Linked DNA regions of Ovis aries: region 1 is linked to region 2. The links are chromatin contacts, called in public Hi-C maps. All regions are on one chromosome and are shown on one strand. Each heading gives the region's core, a stretch centred on a gene start, on an enhancer-like site or on the middle of the called end of the contact. The rest is flanking DNA. Distances are from core to core; before and after follow the strand shown. Region 1 overlaps LOC121819403 (a long non-coding RNA gene). Region 2 holds the start of SEPTIN7 (septin 7).

Region 1 (6,785 bases), core at 1,995-4,494, 70 kb after region 2:
GATAATGGCAATCCTGTCACACTGGCCAGTGATCCACCTACGGAACTGCTTGTCATGTGATCCTGGTAAATAAAAATAAGTGGGCAAAGAGAATGACTAGAAAGACTTGTAAATGTTTTCCCTGCTGTGAAAATGAGACTTGTGAAAAGAAATAATTTCTGCATCTCCATGGGGAATATGGCATGATAACAACCAGCTTGAAACTGTGACAAAGTTAGCCTGAGGACAAAACTTATTAATATTTGCTGCAAATGACAGGGAATGTGGGCCCTTGATGATGATGTTGAGTTGGTGAGTCAATTGACCTACGACTACCCTACTCAAGACCTCTCATGATATAATGCACTGTATTTTCCTTATTGCTAAAGTCAGTTGGGTCAGCATGCATTATCTGCTACTTATACCTGAAGGTTTCCTGATATACCTGTCTACGTCCAATAATATGGATGATAAAGAATCTCAGCTCTTGGTCATAGGTAGGTTTTTATTAGACCTTTCTGAGATTTGGGGAGGAGGAAAACAACAGGAAAAGAAATCTACACTGTGGTTTTTATTTATTTTTTAACGAAGATTTTTATTTTAAGGTAATTGTAGACTTATATGCAGTTGGCAGAAATAATGGAAACTCTGTATGCTTCACCCAGTTTTCCCCAACTGTAACAATTTCCAAGCCTGTAGCATTAAAACAATATCACAGTCAGGAAATGGACACTGATAGAATCCGCCAACCTTATTCAGACCTCACCAGTTTCACATGTATGTGTGTGTGTATGTGCATAGTTTGCTCTATGTACTTTAATCACACGTGCAGGCTTGTGTATTCACCACCACCATCAAGCTACAGACAACTGGGATTTATTTTTAAAAGAAGCTGTTAAGCTCTTCATCTTTTGCAGTGCTTTTTTTCAAACTGTGCTCCTTGGAACCCTTGGAATTCTACCCCTCTGTCTGACTTCAGTCACAGCAGGTCATTATATATCTATTTTATATTTTAGGCTTCACAGTAAGCCTTTATCTGGAGAATAAGTTCCTAACTTAAAAAGAGAATGGGACTGATAATCTATAGTAAATATACCTTTGATATTTAAATGATGGTACCTAAAAAGAACTTTATATTCTCTCAAGGTACTTTTCAGTCCATTGTCTCTCTTAAGTCTTGAAACAACTTTGATAAAGTAACTAAACAAATGAACAAATATCTCTACAACCCATCCAAACAAACAGTAGTGGAGGGAGGTTTAAGACAGGCACTTTACCTGAGCACCCTCTGCATTTGTCAGCCAGGAAGGGCAGCAGACAGCGTCCCACTTCCTCCCTTGGCCAGAAACCCCAGCAGAACTGAGAATGAAACCCTTTTTGTTGTAGTACAGGATTTGTTCCGGAACAGGTGATTTTGGCATTTTTCCAAGTAGTTTTACCGAAGCTGGGAAGCACTATATAAGATGGATCCCCTCTTTCAAGGAGGAGGTGATGAACCTAGGCAACCCAGAATGAGTCACCTAGGTCAATTTTGGCCAGTCCTGACTGTTGCACCACAAGTCTTTTTCATCTTTATGCTTCCATTGCTTAGCATAAAACCCAGCAGATGAAAGGTATACGAACAATGCCTGATGATTTAATAAATAAATCTGCTTCTGTGTCAGTTGAAAACAATGGATTTTGTTCTTGCTGAGTAAATGAGAGGAGGACTAATAATAGACATCGCTGTCTACATTTCTTTAATCTGTGGAAGCCTGTGCATGCTTTGCCTCTGCTGTGGCAAAATGTATTTGAAGAATCTGTGACTCTATGAGAAGGCTCCCTGGCTTAAGCAAGACCTTCTTTTACGGAATTTCTACCATTTCCTTGCAGCTCTGGCAAATAAGGCAGTGTCTGGGATCTGAGACACTCAGTAAAGGAAGTCTTTGCAGGCGGCAGCAGCTCTGGAATTTCCCACAGCCACTCCTCTAACAATCTTCTAAAATCTTTAGTGCTTTGATTGAATCAGATGCAAAGTATAATGGGAAGTTAGCCACTGTCTGTAAATTTTTATGAAAACAATTTGAAAAATTACATCCCTTAAACAGTTTTCACTAGCATGGTGTTTTCTAAACGCTTCCTCTTGGAAAACCCCTTTTAATATGATTTCCTCCACAAAATCCCTGTTGAAAGAATTTGTTTATAAGCAAACACATTTGTTAAATAATAATAAATTTATCTTCCCAAGAGGAAACCAAGAAGTCAAGCTTTTTTTCCTCCCCTAACTAAAAGTCATCCTTGAGGCTTGATTGTGAGTAAACAATTATGTTAAGCTTCTTGACAAATGAAAATAGCTAAAGAAATTCTTCCTTGCCCCCTTAGATGGTGCTTATTATTTTCCTAAACGGCTGGGTTTCTAGGTTTGAAGCTAGGTTCCAGAGGACATCAGGTAGACAGCACCCATTTAACAAAGGCCTGTGACTTCTAGGTCTTTTGCTATCGATTTACCCTCCTTACTTGTAATAAGTGCTTTATGATGGCAGTGGTAAAAACCAGCTTACCAATACAGAAGTCATAAGAGATACAGGTTCAGTGCCTGGGAAGATTGATCAGGAAGATTCCCTGGAGGAAGAAATGGCAACCCACTCCAGTATTCTTGGCTAGAGAATCCCATGGACAGAATAGCCTGGTGGGCTATGGTCCATGGGGTCACAGAGAGTCAGACATGACTGAAGTGACCGAGCATGCATGCATGCATATCTGCCTAAGGTTCTGCCCGTGTAGATGTCCTGCTGAGTGATGAGATTTCTGTCTGCCAAGCAGGCAGAGGCCAGACTTCAGCTCCAGTCTTCTGTTGACAAGACATCACAGGATGGTCAACAAGCAAGCTGTCCTATCCAGTCCCCTCACCTAAGGAGTTGTCCGTTTGAGGTATAGAATAAGTCACTTGTCTTCCTTGAACCCCTTCACCATGGTCTTGCTTCATTTGTGGTATGAAGCTTTTACATTAGGATGGGGAAAAAATTCTCAAGCCAGAGCATACTACAACAGTAAGTAACACTATTTTCTAAAAGAAGAAAAGAGTGTTTTTATTACCTTCATAAACTGCAATAGCACTTTTTTGGGGAATTATTAGAATAAATAGGAGCTTGGAAATCTGACCTTGGCTGGTGCAAGAATAGAGAGAATCTGGTACTTCTGAATCTCCCATTCAGGTTCTCAATGTTCCAGGAAGCAGTGTGCTCAAGTTTCTTTTCTCCATTTAGTTCTCCTGAATGCCCAGCTTCAGTGCCTGGGCATTGCTGCCAAAGATCCTGCTGGCACATTCAGCTGCCATTCAAGGAAACAACCCTCCACACCGCCTCGCACTTGGAAGTCTGTCTTACAGGATAAAACAGGTGGAAGGACATTTTGCCTTTAGAGTTCTACTGGCATGTCTTGCTACTTCTATTGCGTGGTGCCAAGAATGACAAAAATCTTTTGTGTATGTTTAGGGGTGGAAAGACTAGATATTACTGTGAATAGCAGTTAACTTGCTGTTTGGATAAGATTCCCGGGCAGCTGTTGTAACTCAGGCAGCAATAACTCTAACACTTGGCTCTGTTGCTAGGATGAATTGATAGAAAATTTGGAAAAACCATGTAAAAAATTATGCTCCCATGATACTGTTCAATATATTGCAAATCAGCTTAAAGACTGAATATCTGCTAGTATCATAAGGAAGTACAATGAGCATACTAATCAACTAGGGTTATATTTATATTTCCATTCTAATTATCTTCTGCTTTTGGTAAAGTTATTAGCATAGGTTGGCAAAAATTTGAACTGACACAAAATTTGCAATCTATAGGTATAATTGAGACAAGATTACCCTTTTTTTTTTACATGCTGACAACCTTATCTGTACTAATCAGTTAATTCAATTTCACAATGGAATTACAAATTCTAACTTGTGAATTTACTAATTAATTGTTCTTAGCCAAAGACTTGAACCCATGTTTAATGTTCAGTCTTCACAAATACAAAAACAATTTTTTATGTGTTGTATAAAGAAAAAGATTACATTAGTATTTAAATGGTAGGGTTTTTTTATTAAATTAAAATTATACTTTAGTGGAAGATTAAAATATGATTAATTGAAATAAATTATTTCTGAAAAATGAGTTTGCAACATAGTTATATCAATCTCAACTTTGTCTGTTAAATCTTAAGATTCCCTCGATCTTATTAACCTACATCAATTAAAAAAAAAAAGTTGCATGGTCTTGCCTTCATCCTCTCCTTTTTGTTGAACATATTCAGACCAATAATAAGGGACACAATTGCTCCCGTTTCAAAACTGGTTTAGCATGGCCATTACTAATATAGTCAATGATCCTGTATTACCAGCAAAACATAGAATTAAAATTGATCTTGGCATAAATTGACTTATTTTAATTTGGTTATTTGATCACAGCTGGAAAGTTGAACACACAGTAAGAAAGCCATCTGGCCTGGCCTGTCTTTATTCATCCTGACCACTCACTACTTTGGCTTATCTACGGCATTTCTTCTACTTTCTCATAAGAGTCCCAACTTTTCTCATAAGTGCCTTAGTCAAAGCCCACGTGGCCTCAGCTATAGTGCTGGCCAATCTGGTCTGTCAGGCCCAGCAGTCACATGACTCACCTGTGCTGGCCTCTCTGTCATTCCTGGTGCCTGATTAGGCCCAGCAGCCTCTGCCAGTTTTGCAGTCTACTTCCTAACGCAGGCCTCAACAACTCCTGTGGTGCCTTCTTCTGCCATCATATTTTATCCAACACTCTTGCTTGCCTCTCTTGGCAACTATCAGCTTAGCTGATAGCACTTACATGCACCTGCATACTGATAAAGCCAAACCACAAGATAAACTCTTGGCCCTACGGCACTGACTTTGGGCCTTCCTTCGACCTTTTGGACATAGCACTGGAATTTGATCTTCCCAGAATTTCAATACTACTTTTTCTTTGAGAATTCTTTCTCCTTTGATGTCCAAGGAGGAGCACCTTCTTTGTTTCTGCTCTAAGAACTTAAAGTAAAGGTGATGCCTCCTGCTTTATGTTGCCTTCTTGTTGCTGCCTCTGAGCTGGCCAGTTCAGCAGGTCCCCAGGCCTGGCCCAGATTCACGTGAATGCTCATTACCCCTGCCTATCTATCCTTTCCAACTGCAGTGCTCTTGGGCAGGTTGATAGTATTGCCTCTGTTCATATTGCCTAGGGTTTACGGCAAAATATGACTACAGATTAGAGCAGATGTGACTGAACGTAAGTGGGAAAAATGAAATTGTAAGGAAAGAATTATAGGAAAGGAGGTGGGATAAGAGGATCTAAATGGAGTTACTAGTAGGAGTGAGTAAGAACATATAGCAGTGAAATGAAAGACTTTGGTGGTGGGGAATGTGAGAACAAGATCATGAGTATTAAGAGAGCTATACTTAATCATGAAATCCCACCGACTTAGAGCTTTGGTGTTTGACTAGTAACATGCCTTACACACTTAATGGACATAGTTCAATAACCATCTTGTTTAATGAATAAATGTCCTAGAAGAATTAATGAGAATAAAATTAAGGAAGGAAGTTCCTCAATTCCTTAAATATAATTTGCAAATCTTAATGGGGATAAAGCTGTTATATACAGCACTAATGGAAGTCTATAACTTTAATACAAGTTTTTAACATAATTTTATCATATCCCTAAAAGATGATATAACTAGTGTTTATGAATGCAAAAATCTTAAGAAACAATGGACTAAAAGGTTACATGGTGAAGATGGCTTTCCACAAAAAGTAAATTTTTTTTTCTAAAAATAAGGCAAAATAGGGCAATTACCTATAGCAATAAATTGGGGGAAACAGGCTGTTTAAAGGCAAATCATCATTATAATCCATTATTCATGTGAATTTATATTTTTTAAGCAGAGTATTGGAGAAAAAGCTGTTCGATATTTGGGCAATCTTCAAAATTTATTTTCATAGATTTTTAGCACCTATGTTGTTTCTATTCCTGATCACTCTTTTAGGTTTACTTCAAGGTAAATGATGGTTGAAAAGGATTTTCTATTGTCTCTTTTGTATTGTGGACAGGAGTCGGTAGGTAGCAGTTGGTAGGTCAGAGCTGGTAGGGAGGAGGAGGAGGAGGAGGAGGAGGAGGATGGAAGTAGAAGGAAAGCATCTTTGTGTTCCTATAAAGCTTCTAGTTTTATAGGGAAGATTATGCTTTTTATTATATTCAGCCATTTTCCGAACTGATAGTTATTTACATCTGCAATTAGGAATTTAAAAATCCTCTAAAATGAATGATTTTGTTTTTCTGATAAAAAAAATTGAGGGAGGATTCTGTAAGCTGCTGCTTTAAGAGCTCTATCCTTGTGTTTGAAGGGCCCAGAAATACTAACCAAAACTGCCAAATAATCTGAGGGTAATTCTAATACCATATGCTCACATTTGTAGCCCTTATAATTTGCCTACAGAGTATTCCTACAAAGTGCTCCTGAGTCCACATGATGAAGTGCATCACGGAAGTGGATCCTATTTCCCCATAAGAGCAACGTCACATCTGGGACAGGGGCTTATCACCAAGGACTCAGAAGTAAATAGATTAAAGATGTGAACAAAATGTGTGATGAAAGCAAAATTATAACTATACATTTATATAATAATTTCATACTTATATATAGTCCACGTCTTTAAAGATTGGATATTCATACATTATGCACTTTCTTTATCAAAGAATTATAATAAAAATCTATTTCATACAGAAAATAAAATTCTACTAAAGCAAATGACAAGAATTTTAAGGCTTTATAAT
Region 2 (7,124 bases), core at 1,047-3,546:
ATTGAGATCTTGGAAATCTAACTCTTCCTCCTTATCATTTTTTGTTGCTGTTTAGTCACTAATCCATGTCCAACTCTTTTGCAACCCCATGGACTGTAGCCCGCCAGGCTCCTCTTTCCATGGGATTTCCCAGGCAAGAATACTGGAGTGGATTGCCATTTCCTTCTCCTGGGGATATTCCTGACCCTGGGATCGAACCCTCCTCTTCCCTATCTCAGGAGGATTCTTTACCATGTGAATTGTCATTTTTAACCCTCTACAACTGCTCTAAGGTCTTTCAGGGGTCCTATCTTGTCTCAGAACAGCTCAGAAGTCCTGACATGTAGTTATTTAAGATTATTTCTTTGGGAAAATATGCAAATCCAAAGAATCAATTATATAACAAAGTTTTGAAACAAGCTATTGGTAACTGATATGTATCTGATACATAAATTACCTTTTCTGTAGTTATGTATCGAATATCTCTAAATCAAAATCAGAAACCAGACACTTTTACTTTACACAATTGTAATAGTTTCTGCAAATTAAAATCTACTTGCCATAAACACACAATAAATTTTTCAGTTATGAGCTTCAATTCTGTGAGCCTAAGAGCACGTGATATTTTTAACAACTGTATTGAGAAGACCTGGCTCCGTCATGCTGTCCAAGCACAGAAGGACACAATGCTACCATACAATCATCTACGGAGCTTCCACATTTATTTCATAGTTCCACTCAACCCAATCTCCTCTAGCCCCACCCACTGAACAGCTGGGTGGGATGAAAGATTGTTTCCTGCCCCCGTTCCCCCCTCCTCCCTGCTCCTTCCCCTGCTATTTGGAGGAATAAGAGATACAAGAAACATTAACTAGACTGGTAATTGTTTATATACTGCTAAGGCAGTATCCTTCAGTCTATCAGGATTTCATAAACTTCATCTCTACCTGTGCACCTAATGCCAAAAAACTTCCCTTCTAAACTTGCTTATAAACAAGTTTTTATAAAGGGTAGGGAATTGACTTTACTCATCACCTTAAAAAATACATAAAATGCTTTAGAATCTAGATTACCTGTTGATTTCGATTACCAAGGGTACTCAGAAAAATATCCTTCCATTTCATCAAAGTAACAACACCAAGAGAAACCACAGTTGAACTAGAACAATAAAGTCGCAAGAATAAACTAATTCAGTATCTAAACAAACACCTGGACCTCACAACCCAGATATGAAACAGTGCACTCTCAAAATGTAACTCAGCAAATGGAAACGTGTTAGAAAAATTTCAGTTGCTAGTTCCTACTATATACACAGTATGAAATGGAACTCGGGAGTGGAAAATGTGAATGAAATGGCCTCGTTCTTTTTCCAATACGTGGAGGAGAAAAGGAAATGAAAGGGCTTCTTAAGGGAAGAAATGAAAATACTTAAATATTTTCAAAACTTAATTTCCTTAAACATCGCCAGTCCGTATCTCCAACTCCCTCCCTTTTCCAAAGACCCTTCCCAGCCCTTCGGCTCCTCCGGAGGGCGCCCTTACTAAACGTTCTCTTTTCCCCTTTTCTTAAAAATTAAGCCCAAACCAGGCTCCTCATCCTCCTTATTCAAGCTTTGCCCGCCATCCACCGGCCTCCGGGGCCGCGCCTGGGGAAAGGAAGCCCCAGAGCCGGGGAGGGGGAGCAAGGAGGCGACACGGTCGCTGGAGCCGCTGCAGCAGCCGCCGCCGCCTGCACCACAGCTTCAGCCTGGTGCATCCCTCTTCCTCCCTCCCCGCCGCCGCCCTCCCGGGGCCGGCCCACACAGCACCCTCACCCGGACGCGCACACACATTCCCACCCTCCTCGCCAGGCCCACTCCCCCACGAGGGGAGCTCCGCCGCGGGAGTTGCGGCCGCCGACGCGAAGAAGCAGGGCCGCGGAGCCGGAGGCCCGGCAAAGGAGACCCTGCTCGGGGTCCGGCGGCGGAGGCCGCGGCTCACGTCTCTCCACTCCCCGGGCCCGCCCGCCGCGGCACAGGAAATGCCGCCGCCTCGGTTCTCCACACATTCAATTCAAACTGTCACTGCCGCCGCCTCCCCTCCCCCCGGGTCCGCCGCCACCGCCGCGCCCCGGGCCCGCCGTCGCCCCCCACCTCACCTGCTTTCGCCCCAGCGCCGCGCCTCGCCTCAGGGCGTTTCCCCCACCACCACCCGATCGGGGGGCCGCAGAGCCCCCCAGCGTCCCGAGCCGCCGACCCGAGTCGCGACGGCCCAAAGCTGAGACTCACCCATGGTGCTGCTGTTGACGCTCCTCTCCTCAGCAGCAGCGGATCTCGCACTGACCGACATCCCCTCCCCCCTCCGCGACCAGCCCGGGCGCAGCGCAGCCCGCCGATTCTCCAAAGCCGCCTACGCCGATTCCGCGGCGTAGCCGCCCGGAGTCGCTGCTCCGCTTACGCAGGCAACAGCGGGCGGACTCCTCCACTGGTTCTCGCCGGACTCCCGCTCCCTCCTCCGCCCCTCCGCCCCCTCAGACGAGGCTTCCGGGCCGAGCGGAGGCTGGCTTCGATCTCGCGAGATTACTTCATCGCTGCCCCGCCGACTCGCTCGTTTTTCGAGCATGACTTCATTGGCGTCAGCGCTCTTTTGCTGTTCGGATTTAGCCGCCATGTTAACATTGGAAGATCTGGCACCTCCGGGGTCATGGATAGTCAGGCTTCTGTGCGTGTTTCTTCAACACCGCCGCTAAGGTTAACGCCTTACGTTAGTGGGTGAAAAGCCTGGGGACGCTGAGAGGGAGTGGCCCGTGGGGTGCGAGGGTGTGGTTTTGCCCTAATCAAAGATGGCTGCCGTTTGTGCAGCCCCGCGCGTTTTCACGTCAGGTTTCGGAGCTGGAGGAGCCTCTGGGTTGGTCTCCGCGCTTACTTACGAAATTGGCGTAAGGCAAAGAGGTGCCACTAAAAGAGGCCAGACTGGGAGGCAACGCTTTGGATAGGGGTCGCCTGTATGCCTTGGCTCCAGGTTTACTGGCCTGGCAGTAATGTGAATGCTAGTGGAGAGATACTTCGAGGCGGGTGTCTATACCCCCATCCGTCCCCGGTTCCTCAGTTTCCTTCACGTTCGGAATGAAAAGTGAGGTTAGGCCCTGGTTACCTCGACATTGCCCTCGCGCTGTCACTTTCCAGTGGCCTGGCACAGCGAAGAGGTCCACTGCTGCAGCTTCCACTGCGGACTCTTCACGACCACACTCGTATTGGCTCAGCCTGTTGGGGCCCGGTTTTGTCCTCGTGGTGCTCACACCACAGTTGAGGAAATGAATGGACACACGTGAAACTATTGGGTATCAGTTAAAAAATAAGGGTTAAAGTGTGTGGTTTCCTACTGTTAATTAGCAGTGAATGTTGCTCAGTCGTTGGCGCCTTCCCCAGCTATTTTCTAGTGAAAGTAGCCTCCTTTTGCTCAGAACAACACGTGATCTTTTGTACCTTTCATAAAAATTAATCGCTGTCTTCATTGTATAGTTCATGCACACGTATTTTGTTTCCTGTTAAACTTCATGTTATGGAATTGTATGCATATGTAATTATCATGAGCTAACACAAAAATGTTCATAGCATTCTTATATTAGTGCAACAATTTAAATATTAACTTACAGGAGAATGGGTGAACAAGTGACATTATTGGACAAACTGAAATACATAGAATGCTAAAAAACGGAAATTAATAAACGAAAGCTACTAGTATTAATTTAGAGTTCATTAATATAATATTGAGGAAAATAACTTACAGAAAGATGTATACGGTGTATCATAAATAAAAATTTAAGAAACTGTGAAGATCATATAAGGTAATTATAGATACCAAATTCAGGATAGCGATTAGTTCCAGAGAGGAGGAGAAGAGAACGTGATAGGTTTCATTTCATAGGATGTTTTTTCTACCAAAAATAATTTGCAGAAAATGTGGCGAAACCTTAAAGGTGGGTGAAGGATACATGGATGTTAAATTGTAATTATTTTCTGTACTCTTTTCTATAGTTGAAATGTTTCCAAGTAATTTAATAAAAATTTTATCTAAGAAAACAGCTCATTTTGTATCTTGATACTGTTTCTTAAGTATCCCTTTATACTAAATTGCTTATATATATAAAGTGTGTTACAACTTGCCTGGTCAACCAATAGTGTTGAATTTCTGAAACTTCACAGGAGTGCTTTATTAGAAAACTGTTAAATTTCTTCTGTGGAGAAGGCAGTGCAGCAGATAATTTAAATGTGTGACTTATGGAGTCAACCTGCTTGGGTTCACATCCCATCTCTACCATTTACTAGCCAAATGCCTGAGAGGGCAAGTTGCTTAAATTTTCTGTGATCCAATTTCCTCACCTATAAATGGGAATAATCCTTGTCTAATTGAGTTTTTGTGAGAGATGTGCTCAGTCCATAGTACAGTATATGCTTAATAAATTACCTACAAGTGGATTATTTTAAAATATAAAATTATGCTGAATACTGTTATTGTTTAATAAAATCTAATAGTTTATAAAGAAGAAAGTCTCCCATCTCTATCAAGCGGATCTCTTAATAGATGTGAAAGAGGTGAATTTTGTTATTTTGCTCTCTGAAAATGGATAAATTATTAATATAAATAATATTAATAAGTTATTTGCCTGGGTTTGTTCATACTCTCCTACAAATTCCATCACACACAATAATTTCCTTACCACTTTCCACTGAAAATTAAAGGGAAGATTATAGGCAGTGAGATGATGACATCTTTTGGAACTTTCTCTCTGAGGAGTTCTAATAGTAAATGATAATATAATGTGTATGTGTACATGCACCTGTGTGTTAGAAATTATATGGGGAAGGAGGGAATGGAGAGAGAGAAAATTATAGTATTAGTTTCATGATCTCTACTGCACTGTCTGCAGTATTATATTTGTAAAGAAAATTTAGTCTAGACCTTAACCTTCTGACTCAGAAATAGTCTTTTAAAAACAAAGAACTGGAACTTCCCTGTGATAAAGAGGATAAGAATCCACCTGCCAATGCAGGGGACAAAGGTTCGTTCCCTGGTCCAGGAAGATTCCTCATGCTTCAGAGCAACTAAAGCCCATGCGCCACAACTGCCGAGCCCACACGATGCAGCCACTGAGGCCCCTGTACCTGGAGCCTGTGCTTGCAGCAAGAGCAGCCACACCAGTGAGAAGCCGTGAACTCCAAGAGTAACCTCTGCTTACCACAACTAGCGAAAGCCTGTGAGCATCGAAGAACCGGGATAACCAAAAAAAAAAAGCAAAACTATAGGTTTGCCAACGTAAAAAAAAATAAAAACCAAAAACTCACCTGAAATTTGGATAGACTATGTAAATTGTTTTCACTGCATATGTACAATGTCCAGTCTCAGCTTTGCCAAGCAATGCTTGTTTCCCTAGTTAGCACTCTCTTCCACAACAGCCGCTTCAGATTTGCTCCATTGTTTTCAAACCATCTCCCTCATTTACTCTCAGCAAAAAATAGAACCCGTCAGAGAGGAACTTCAAGAACCTCTTGCCCCCACATTCATAAGACTACATGTGTCTACATCCACCTTTCAGATATCACAATGGATCAGGTGCCCCTCCCCATCTGAGATACATATTTCTACATATTCCTTGTATTCCATCTCTTTAGCTTATTCTTTGGATTGTCTCTTCCTACCTTCCCAGGAACTTCACTCAATGGATTATTTATTTACTCAGTAAACTTCTGGGTTCTGTCCCTATGACTCCACTGAAATTCTCAACAAGGTCATGAACAACCTTTTCATTCAACCAAGTGGACCCTTTTTAATGAATTTTTGCTTGAACAGTTGACACTATTGCCTACGGCCTGCTGTACTTATGTCTCTAGATTTGTGAAACCGCACGTTCCTAGCTTTCACCCTGGATCTCTGGCTTCTCTATTTTATCTTCTAGGATCTTCATCTTCTGCCTGTCACTTATGTGTCCATACACCTCAGAGTTATATCCTAGTCAGTTTATTCCTGTCTCACTTTTTATACTCTCCTTGGGTGAGCTCATTCACTTCCATGGCTCAGTGACCATGTATATGCTGATAACTCCTAAAAATATATTTCTAGTCCAGTTCTCTCTCCTTGCTACAATTCTGCACACCTGACTGTGCTCAAAATATATGTCATGATGTTCCAAGATATCTCAAAACAGTATATCTGAAATTAAACCCTTCATTTTCATTATATGTGCTTTTATGTTCCCAGTCTCTAAATGATATCATCATCAAACTAACTGCCTGAGCTAGAAATGTGGATATTAGATTCAACCTCTCCCTCTCTCTCACCTCCTGCAGCCATCACAAAGTCCTGGCAGTTTTCCTTTCTCGTATATCTCCAATTTCTCTATTTCTCTCCATCTCCACTGCTACTGGCATAGTGGTAAAGAACCTGCCTGCCAGTGCAGGAGATGTAAGAGATGCAGGTTCAGTCCTTGGGTTGGGAAGACCTCCTCGTGTAGGAAATGGCAACCTGCTCCAGTATTCTTGCTTGGAAAATTCCATGGACAGAGGAGCCTGGCAGGCTATAGTCCATGGTGTCAAAAGAGTGACAGCAATATACCCACACAGTTTGAACACAACTGAGCATACCAACACACACACATACCGCCAGGACTATTATTCCAGCTTGACCAATATTATTAATACCTCGTGCAACAGTCTTATCTGCCTGTTACCCTGTTCTACTCCAATTTATTCTTCATATTGTACCCAGAGTGACCTTTCTAAACTTTAACTATGTCAGTCCCCTGTTTGAAATCTTCAAATTATCCTTCAGGAAACTTATGTGATACATTTTCTTATTAATGGCCAAACTACCATGCCTTTCTCTAAACTCTAGCAAGTCTTGCTTCTCACTCTCTTTGGGCTACTTTACTCTCCCTTTTATACTTGGATTGCTTACCAAGCTTTCTCCTTTAAGCGTCATCATTGTTTCTAAAAGCCTTCCTTGATGTACCAAGATTGGACAAGCTACCCTCTTATCCCCATTTTTGTTGTTGTTCACTCTCTAACGGAGAAGGCAATGGCACCCCACTCCAGTATTCTTGCCTAGAAAATCCCAGGGATGGCGGAGCCTGGTGGGCTGCCGTCTATGGGGTCTCACAGAGTTGGACAC

The links. Hi-C and Micro-C count contacts between places; a contact is called where the count stands out from the background.
Region 1: a contact with region 2 is called in a Hi-C map of hypothalamus, with 4 times the contacts expected there. The contact joins the enhancer-like site here to the promoter of SEPTIN7 in region 2. A contact is called at or near these places in 5 of 16 Hi-C or Micro-C datasets (blood, hypothalamus, skin fibroblasts and 1 more).

The regions. Positions count from the first base shown.
Region 1 is chr4:62,976,382-62,983,166 of ARS-UI_Ramb_v3.0, forward strand. LOC121819403 (a long non-coding RNA gene) reads right to left here. Exons shown (of 5, transcript XR_009600493.1): 5 at 1-6,785. Among named protein-coding and RNA genes, the nearest start is that of HERPUD2, 28 kb to the right of the region's middle. Within about 2 kb of position 3,245, at least 9 of the 54 cell types and tissues checked have an H3K27ac peak or open chromatin away from gene starts, as enhancers often do. A contact at or near this core is called in hypothalamus, where this site is marked.
Region 2 is chr4:62,907,171-62,914,294 of ARS-UI_Ramb_v3.0, forward strand. SEPTIN7 (septin 7) reads right to left here and starts at 2,297. Exons shown (of 14, transcript XM_060415027.1): 1 at 2,246-2,297.